2 separate regions of the Rattus norvegicus genome follow, and region 2 is linked to region 1. The links are chromatin contacts, called in public Hi-C maps. All regions are on one chromosome and are shown on one strand. Each heading gives the region's core, a stretch centred on a gene start, on an enhancer-like site or on the middle of the called end of the contact. The rest is flanking DNA. Distances are from core to core; before and after follow the strand shown. Region 1 overlaps Pacrg (parkin coregulated). Region 2 holds the start of Cahm (colon adenocarcinoma hypermethylated).

What was found. A called contact is a pair of places that touch in the nucleus more often than the background predicts.
Region 2: a contact with region 1 is called in a Hi-C map of the A7r5 cell line, with 10 times the contacts expected there. The contact joins the promoter of Cahm here to the enhancer-like site in region 1. A contact is called at or near these places in 6 of 12 Hi-C or Micro-C datasets (the A7r5 cell line, Schwann cells, frontal cortex and 2 more) and 1 of 1 datasets of contacts at active chromatin or transcription factors (oligodendrocytes).

The regions. Positions count from the first base shown.
Region 1 is chr1:52,521,794-52,526,772 of GRCr8, forward strand. The region is part of intron 2 of Pacrg (parkin coregulated); the gene reads left to right. Among named protein-coding and RNA genes, the nearest start is that of Pacrg, 94 kb to the left of the region's middle. Within about 2 kb of position 2,053, at least 57 of the 93 cell types and tissues checked have an H3K27ac peak or open chromatin away from gene starts, as enhancers often do. A contact at or near this core is called in the A7r5 cell line, Schwann cells and prefrontal cortex, where this site is marked.
Region 2 is chr1:52,932,163-52,937,141 of GRCr8, forward strand. It overlaps Cahm (colon adenocarcinoma hypermethylated), which reads right to left and starts at 2,506. Exons shown (of 1, transcript NR_132441.1): 1 at 1,350-2,506. Qki (QKI, KH domain containing RNA binding) reads left to right here and starts at 3,263. Exons shown (of 8, transcript NM_001414465.1): 1 at 3,263-3,829. The coding sequence starts at 3,688.

The DNA of each region.
Region 1 (4,979 bases), core at 803-3,302:
TGCATTTGGGAAGGCCTTTCCAGTTAAGTGTTTTCGGAAACTTCCTCAGAGAAACATTTTATGGGTTAAACACATTTGTGATTGCGTCTCCAAGAATGCAGCAGTGTTGAATCAAAACACTTCCCTTTGGAGCCATTTAACCAGGGTGAGCCCAGATTTGAATCTCTGCTCTGTGCTCGGTGTGTCTTCTCTCTTCTGTCTTTTATGTGAGCCTGAGTCTGTGGCTGACCGAAGATGGTCTTCTGAATCTGACCCTGTGCCTGTCTGTTGTGACTGTGCATCTCTCCCCAACAAAGAGCTCTGTTCTCTTTCTTATTGACCAACAGGGGGAGAGAATGGGATATTTTACAGGAATCTTTAACAGAGTTTTATAAAGGATTAAGTCGCCGGCTCCAACTGACCCAGACAACAAACAGCACCGCAAACATTACTGTTTATCAGCTAATATCCATAAATGTTCTGCTCAACATTTATGGTGGATATTCATTTTAGATGATTGCTTTCAACCTCTGTCTTTACTGCTTTCAGCAAATGATACTCATGTATCGTTCTGGGCCAGGATCAGGGAAGAGTAAATAAATTAAGACTCAAGACCCTCTCTGTGTTTATTGCAATTTTGGCAAGATTGTCCGCACAGTTTATGCCTTGAACTGTATTTGTTTTTGCATCTGCGTTGCATGGGTTTTGCTGATTCTTTGAAGTAAGGGACCATGTCATTTCCGAACTCTGAACAACTCAGTTTTTGTTTTGTTCCCCTTTCTTTGCTTTCTTAACTATGCATAGTACCGCTCACATGACGAGCATTTAGTATGTACATAAGTGAATGATGTAAAAGCTCATTTCTTCTTCTTTATGAAAACTCCAGGAGTGACTGATAATCGATTATGTTAGTAACAGACTCTTCCACCTACATAGTCTCAAAAAATAATTTCAGTCCTCATGTCTGGACAGCCAGCAGAGCAGACCCATTCCCAGGAGCTAATGACTCCTCACATGGGCTTCTGAGAGTTGACCACAATCCATCCATTTAATTACAAACATGCTGTCAATTAGCTCTGTGTCCCCGAGAGTTGTTGAATCTTTCACTGCTTTAATTTTCTGCAGTATCTTTGTGGTTCCCACTGTCCATGTCCTTGGGGATAATAGCATCATAGTGGCCACGTCTACTGTGGCTGGCATAAGGCTTGGGAGATCCAAGGTCTACTAGTCACAGAGCAGATGGCCAGTGATAGCTGTATTGTAATTTCCAGTTTTGAAATTATTAGGAATAGTGGCTGCAGAGATGACTCAGGGGTAAAGAGCCCTGGCTGTTCTTCCACAGGACCCAGGCTCTATTTCCTGCACCCACATGGTACCTCACAACTATCTATAACTCCAATTCCTGGGGATTTGACACCCTTATATCAGACATACATGCATGCATGCACACATACAGACGTACATACAGGCAAAACACCAATGCACATGACATAAAAATATGTTGTTTCAAAGAAGACATTATAAGGAATGGTGGCCTCTGCCAGACTTCAGTTTAATGTCAATAGTCATGGAGATTCTTCTTGTGCTTTTCAGAGTAATTTAAGTATAGTAGGTTTGTCATAATATTCTATGAAAACGATGAAGTGGCCTTAAACAAGAAAACAGCCTACAAAAACGCTAAGAACCCCACTAGAGAGACCATCAGGACATGTTCTGAAGAAGTCCTCATGTTAGTGAGAATGCAGCTTATGATGAGAGATCTGTGAAAATGCTCACAGCTGCCCAGTTGGTAAGATGACCCCAGCACCTCAGCACACTGACTCCCTTCTTAGGAGAGTGTGGCCCTGGCTCTGAGGACTTACCAGGTTCATAGTGTTCCCCTGGTAGAAGACATGATTCAGCGTCAGTTATAGTGCCTGTCATGGCCCCTTTCCTCATGATGTCCAACTTCCGCCTCAGATCTCTTCTATGAAGTGCCTTTGGCTACTTCTAATAACCCCAAAATGTTTGCCATACTATACCAAGAATGGTCACAGGCTTACTCAGCCCTTAAACTATGGTTATACATGCATAGAGCATGCACATGAGACCACAAGTTGAAATTCCAGTAGCTGATTGCTTCATGTTGCCTTACGAGGACTCACTTTGTCAAGATGATGCAGATCCTAAACCTGTAAGGTGGTCAGAAAATGATTAGGGTCACATCACAGCCCTTGAGCCTTCCCATGGTACAATGCCAACAAAGAATTCAGATATTTTATTAGTGGCATAGAATGTCTCAGAAACAAAAAACAAACAAGTAAACAAAACACTACAAAAAACGAATACATTGAAGAACTGAAAGTTATTCAAGGACAAAACCATTTTGTGTGTTTTAACTGTTTAAACAATTAGTTGACTTATCTTCATGAATCTATCAGTCGATATCTTTCAGTAGACTTGAGTCATCTTTCATTTTCTGTGCAGTGCACACAGCCTTTTAAACAACCCTTCATGTTTGACATTTTGTCATACTTCAACTGGTCCAAACTGTGTTTTCTCTCAAAGACTCCATACTGCTGTGAAAGCTTTCCCTGTGAATTTTATTCCTCCATTCTTGGCTAAAAACACTTGTGGCCTGATCCTACTCTGTTTACCCAGGTCTTTCCTTAAGAGTTGAGGGGATTAGAGCGTGAAAAAAAAAAAAAGGAAGAGAGGAGTTGCCAGTAGGTGGCTCACTCTGAATGTGCTTGGGATGGGATCAGAAATGTCACCCCTCCTCCACTAAGCCTTTGTTTTCAATCCCTGCTGCTTGGAGCCTTTTTCTGTAATGCCTGAGTCATTTGCAGGGGGTGAAGAGGGGAAGAAAGAGAAGAAAGCCAGCATGCACCAGCCTCCTCAGAGCGTAAGAATAGCATGGCCCCATCTCATTTGGAGTGGTCCCCTAGTGGAGCCTGGACCGAATTCTCTTCCCCACACACAATTGCTTGTTCTTTTGTTCCTTGTGTCCTTGGCAAAGACTGAAAGAACTAAGCCTGTAATACTTAGGCCCTCCTGTGTCACTTAAGGGATAATAGGCCATTGTCTTCATTAAGCCACCCTTGTTTTAGCAAATAGAATCCAGAGACTGGAGGGAGAACATTTTGAAGGGGGCAGAATCAGAGGAGAGATGCTTCACTGGATTCCCTAGAGAAACTGTTTTGTTTCTCCTGCTTTATTGCTCCTCACTGAGAAGATTCATATTCAAATGGGCCGAGTCCGTGAATACTTGCTTGCACATTCTCATGCACCCAGGAAGGCTATGATTATGGCTAATTACAACGCAGAATGAAACCCTAACAAGAGTGCTCAATCAGATTGTTGTTCATGCATGAAGTAACCAAGGCTGGCCAATGGAGGTGTGATTCTGGTAATTACAAACATTGTGGCTATTTGAAAAATGCTTAGTAAATCTGTTCAGGACAAAATAAGGTCTAATTAATCACTTTAGACGCTGATTTCTCCAGACGATTCATGTGCACTTAAAAAAAAAAAGTTTAGGGTCCCCTCAATAAACCAAATCTAAATATAAAATATGCTCATTGCCCACACTTTGTCGGAGGAATCAACTATACAGCCTGCCCCATTCCTGTCTTTTCTGACCATCATATCACAGCCTGCCTTGTATGCAACTCGACAGAAGGTTCTTTAAAAATAAATGTGTACATATTCTTGTTATTATCTGGCGACCCAGTACTTTATAAAAAGTTACTGGAAAGCATCAACTGTTAATTTAAATGTCCAGAGCGATATATAATAACTGCGCTGATATGCCTTAAGTCTGAGTATTCTGAGAATGCTGGCTGTAACCCTGGAGTATAATACCCAAGGATGCTACAGGATGAAGAGATGTTATCTTCTCCTAACCCGTCACAAAGAACAGGACTGAGGCCACAGTAGCAATGAAGAAATGACAATCGAGAACTTTGTGACATAGGTGTCCATGGGAAATGGGAAATCTGTGTAGTTTACAGACATTTAGTGTGCTCCAAGAGGCAGTAAACTAGGAAACTTAACAAAACCATGTGCTCACTCACTCACTCGTCAGAGTTCCTGTATTGCTCTCCTTCCTTCCTGTCATGTGAGGCTCCATAAAGGGCAGGGAAAAAGAGATCTTCCTGGGCTCAATAGCTGCCTTGAGGAAGACAGGGAATTCCAATTTCCAAGGTCCTCACTAGAGAGAGAGTGCAGGCCATGACAGAGGACCCTCTTGCAGACTCTGCTTCCTCGCTTCTTCTCTGTAAAGAATGCTCTGCATGAAGATGTTGGTGGCTTCACATCCTGAAGAGAGAGAGAGAGAGAGAGAGAGAGAGAGAGAGAGAGAGAGAGAGAGAGAGAGAGAGAGATTGAGATTATGTAGGGAAGAGCCTCTGGGGAAGGCAGCCCAGCCACTGGGCTGGAAAGTTCAGGATTGGGGACAGAGTATGCCAGGTAGGGATTGAGGGATGTTGGGAGAACCCGGAGGCCAGTTCTCTTTGGTATGTAAAATATGTACCTCAGAGCCTTATTCCTGGCCTTGTCCCAGAGCCTGAAACCAAACAAAAATGACCAGAGTTACTGTAAGAAAGGTAGAGTGATAAAGCCATTTATTTCATTTAAGGGTTCCAAATGTGCCTCGGTCTTTGTTTTCTTTCATATCTGATAGAATGCATTCCACCCAGCTACTTGAGAACTTTTCAATTTTGCCTTACTGAGTTTTTATATCTAAGCCAAACAAAACTATCTTTTCCAATCAAATTAACTAGAAATTAAACTTACTACAGCACCTAACTGAAGGGGTCACAGGGCTCAGATTTACTGTCCCAAATATATCTCTGTGGAGGTCACTCCTCTGGCCTTCCTGTCCTCCATTCTGCCCAAGGTTGAAACAGAACCAGAAATCCTCATCAAAGCCTGCAAGGCTGGTTTCTGGCCTCTTCCTTCTCCTCAAGCCTGTTTTGGAAGCACCCTGCTCTCTTCAGAAAGTGCGCTGGCTGATCCCC
Region 2 (4,979 bases), core at 1,256-3,755, 410 kb after region 1:
CATATACCCGGTGTATATATCTTCATGTATACTTATCCTACTCATTTTGAAACTGTATTAAAATGTCTATAATAACAGAACTGAAGGACCTATAATAATCGCTGAGATTTTAAGCCTGGAGGTACACATCCCAACAGACTTTGTAGTCTACACTGTGTTGTGCGGATTGATACATGTCCACAGTGTGAAGAAGAAGGAGTGTGAGGGAGAAAAAGGTGGGAGCCTATAGATGAGTACCTGGGCAAGGTCAGTGACTCCAAAGGCTGTAGATGCACTTTCTGTACAGCCCTGGACTGCCTCCACCAGCCACTAAACTGTTCTTAGGCAGCCAACCATCTCTTCCCTCAAATATGGCTACTCTTGCCTCCTTCCCTATGTGTTGGGGGAGCACTGAAGAAAATGAGCCAGGTAAGTATTTGAACCTCAGGCATGCAAACTAGCACGTGACACTTCTTTTCGAACATGCAAGTCATGAGAGCCTACACAAGTGTTGTTGATGGGGTTAGGAGTTCTAAAAACCTTCAAGTCTTTACTCTGATGGCAAACACACTGACCCACAGAGCTGACATGGCATGAGGAAATGTGACAGAAAGAATTAAAAATTTAACAAAAAATAGAGGTGACACCTGGGAGTTGGAGTGGGGCTTTTGGGCAGATAGAAAAAAAATTCCAATGAGATACCAGGCCCAGAGTCCTACAGATGCCAAGCGTGTGTAGAGGTCAAGGCAGATTTCAGGGAGACCAGGAGTCCATCTAGTGAGCTTGGGCCAGCAACATGCAGGGGACCAGATCTCTTGGGGCCTAGCAGGTCTTGGTAAACTCTTAGGATATTTTTTCTTTACCTGAGAAATCAGGAAAAGTAAGTAGGGGACAAGATCCACATGTACTTGAAAATGTACCAAATGGCAACTATTTCCAAATGATGGGTCCACCAGGGATTAAGTCATGGTGAATGAATATTGCCTGACAGTTATTTTTGGTTCAACTACATTATAAAAAGTGGTTGGACTTTATGGGTCAAAAATGATGGAACACTGTCATGAATTCCAAGGATTTACTGGATAAGGTTGATAAAATTGGGGGGGGGGCACTCTGGTATAAAATATACATGGACTTGAACAGCCAGCAGGACTTATTAGCTATATAGTGCTGGGTAAATTATTCCGTTTACCTCTTCCTCTTCAGAGGTTTCCTCTTATGTACAAATCGGGGATGCCAGTATTACCTCAGGCCCAGGACTGTTGTGATTGACTGAGCTACAGAGGTAGAGCAGTTAGCACAGGCCCTATAAGTGTATCAACTTACAAAGGGGACTTTGCTTGCACAAGCACAGACAATGAAAAATAATTCAGGGACAAATATTTTTTAATAATATACAAGGAACAAACTTCTAATTTTTCTAGGTTTTGAAGCAACACTTAGAAAACGTAGTAACAGCTTTTTAATCAAATTATTCCATGCTTTTACATAATTTACTGTTTAAAGAGATAACTAGGTGAATAATCTAGAACTACTATAGTCATTGTTGAAAAATTCAAGTTATTTCAATTACACGTTAACTTTGTCCATCATTTGCTCTACTAATTTAATAAACGAGAAAACCAAAACCAAAACCAACTCGAACTGTAGTCTTTAAATGAAATCAAGAGTAAAGTTGCTTTAAATACCTTTGGCACCACACAAACTTCGGAATGCTCTTTAGAATTTGTGTAAAGCAGTTTAAAAAAAAAAAACAATTCGACAACGCTGCTTATGTTCACATTTAAAATACAGTGAGATGATTCACAGAAAATTATAGCCAGGGCCAACTCTCAAAATGGTTAATTTGACAATCTTGTCTACATTTTAATACGGCACGTTATAAAGAACTTGCAACAAAACAGGGATGATGCAGATTTAGTGAGTGACAGCTTCTATAAATCACAGGACTTCATTGCTGCAATTCAGAACATTGTTTCCGAAACAAATGTAACCCTCAGAACTCCCTCACCCCCATAGGAAGCACCTTTTCTGGCCCACTGCCTTTCGTTTATTTTTATTTATTTATTTATTTATTTATTTATTTATTTATTTATTTATTTATTTATTTATTTATTTATTTTTGTCAAGTAGGTAGAAATAGGTGTTGACTACTTGGTTTTCCCGAATGTGTGCTCACACAGGCTTCTTCAGCGAGCGGCCGCGCCTCCGAGGAGCCACCGCCTCCACCTCCGGACTGTAACCTGCGGTGAGGATAACGGAACCGCGCGTCACGCCGCATGGAACGGAGCCCGCCCGCCCGTGGGTGCGCACGCGTGTGCCATCTCCGCCCACGGTCCGGGGCCGCCTCGCAGCACACGGCGATGCGAGGCCCGTCACGCGTGGCGCTGGCTCCAGGGGAAACCTCGCTGGAGTCCCCACCGCGGAAGACACTGCGGTGCGGGCGCCTACGCCGACTCAGTCCACCGCCACCTAGCACCCCAAGCGATCCGACGGTCGGGTCCCTCGCCCCGCCAGGTGGGCGCCGCGCCAGAACCGTTCCGCCCCGCTTCTCGGTCCGCAGGCCATCGTTCCCCCACTTCCCCAACCCCAACGCAGGCGCGCTCCAGGCCCGCCCCTCCCCCCTCGGCGCGCTCTCCGCCCGGTGGGGCGGAGCGACCCTCGGAAGGGGCGTGGCCACAGCCCTCGACGCGCGCACGCGCTCTCAGCCTCACGGCTACGTGTCGGCACACGTGACGCCCACCCGAGAGTCCCCAGTGAAGCAACAGGACGTTAAAAAAAAAATTTTTTTTTTGAGGGGTAGCGAGGAAGGTGGACGAAGAGGTTTAAAAAAAAAAAAACCAAACTATAGTAACGCGCGCGGACGCGAGGCCCGGGCGGCGGCGAGCGCTGCGCGTCGCGGAGAGTCCCGCCGGGATTCCTCTCAGCCGCCGCGCCCGACCGCGCCCGCCGCCTCAGCAACAGCGCGCCGACGAGCCAGTGCCGCCGCCCGCGTCCCCCTCAGCCGCGACCCGGGCCCCGCGCAGGCCACCGCCGGCGCGCGTCCTCTTCGCCGCGGCCGGGCCCTGCACCGGCCGTCCCGCCCGAGCGGCCAGGGGCGGCGGCGGGGGGCGGGAGCGCGCCCAGCCCCGTAACGGCCGCCCTGCGCGGCCCCGCCCGCCGCCCGCCCCCGGCCCTGCCCGCGCCCCTCCCCCCGCCGCCGCCGGCTGCGCCGCCTGAACTGAGGCGAACTCCGCCGCCAAGTGAGTGAGGAGGAGGAGAGCCGCGGAGGAAGAGGAGGAGCGCAGTCGGAGCGCGGCGGCGGCGGCGGCAACGCGGAGCGCCGCGGCGGACAGCACCGCAGACTCGCGAGCTTCGGCGCAGGCGGCGCGACCGGCCGACGAGCGGCCCCCGGCTCCTCGCGGCGCAGCGGCCCCGCGCCGCGCTCGGCCCGAGACCCGCCTCCGCCGCCGGCCTCGCGAGGGGAGCCGCGCCGGGCGGCCGAGGAGCGGCGGCCGCGGCGCGTCGGGCCGGGCGAAAGTGCCTGCGGGGGGCGGGCGGGCGCGCGGAGCCGGCCGCCCCGGGGCTCGGCGCGGGAGCCGGAGCGGGAGCCGGCGCGGAGCGGGACGCGGTGTCCCGAGCGGCCGGCGGCCGGAGCTCGCCCCCGCCCCTCCCTCCTCTCCTCCGGCGGCGGCGGCGGCGGGCGGAGTGAGCTGCGGAGCCTGGAATATGGTCGGGGAAATGGAAACGAAGGAGAAGCCGAAGCCCACCCCAGATTACTTGATGCAGCTGATGAACGACAAGAAGCTTATGAGCAGCCTGCCCAACTTCTGCGGGATCTTCAACCACCTCGAGCGGCTGCTGGACGAAGGTGAGGTGGCCGGACCCGGCGCGGCGGCCCGGGATGGCGGGGCGGCGGGAAGGTCAGGCGGGCGGGCGGGCGGGCGCACAAAGGCGGCGCGGGCGGCTCGCGGCGGGGACCGGGCCGGGGCCCGGCCAGGCCCGAGGGCGGACCCGGGAGCACGCGGGGCTGCGGGGCTGCGGCCGGCTCCCGACGGCGGGGCGGCTAGGCTCCCCGCCATTCCGGCCATCCCGGCCGCCCCGGCCCGGCCACACGAGTCCCCGAGCTCCGCCTGGTCTCGCCCGCGGGGCCCCAGCTTAGCGGGCTCGTTTCGGTGGAGTTGTGTGGCCCGCAGTACCCGAGTGGACCCCGAGATATTCAGGAATTACGTAGGGTACGGAAAAGTAGTGCTTATGTGGCCGAAGGCGAGGACGAAGTGACAGAGCAGAGCACTTTTTGTCCTTTTGTTTGGGGAAGCGAGAACTGTTTGGGAGTTTAACTTCACTTTTTTTTTTTTTTTTTTTTTTTTTAGTCGGTGGTGGTGGTGGTGGGGGAGGAGTACGAAATACCGCGATGACAGACCTGAACGGAATCCGAGTTCGGAAGAACTGGGGCGGAGGGTTCGCTCCTGGCGTAGCCGCCTGCGTTTGCAGGGCGGGGAGCTGGAAGTTTGAAAAGACGGGGATAAAATAGAGCAGAAGTTTGCAGAAGCCGAGTTGGGAGCGTTGTGGGGAGCAAAGACTGACTGGAAGATTAATGCTGGTTAGCTGTGGAATTCTTTAGGAACTTCGCACAACAGCGATCTGGAGTGTTAGTTTCCAGTAGCTGTGGGTTTATGTGGACGCCCGGGGCGGGGTTCGGGGTGGGGGGGAGGATAGGACCAACAAGTCTGCTTTGAAAATCGAATAGCGAGTACTTTCGGTCTTCTCTTTTAAAGTCTCTGAGTGGACTGTTTAAAGGAAGCGGAAAACTATGTTGGACAGATGAACATGGATTTTAGGATCTTTAGAAGAATTTCGAAAAATTTCAGAGATTGTTGGGGCTATCTTGTGCTTAGGGAGCTGGCGTGTCAGGGAAGAACAAAAGACTCCGAGCTAAAAGATGGTTAAAGAACTATTTTAAGAGCTTCTGTTGGGTGGGGAGCCTTGGGCACTATTTAAAACAGAAAACATTCAGCTAT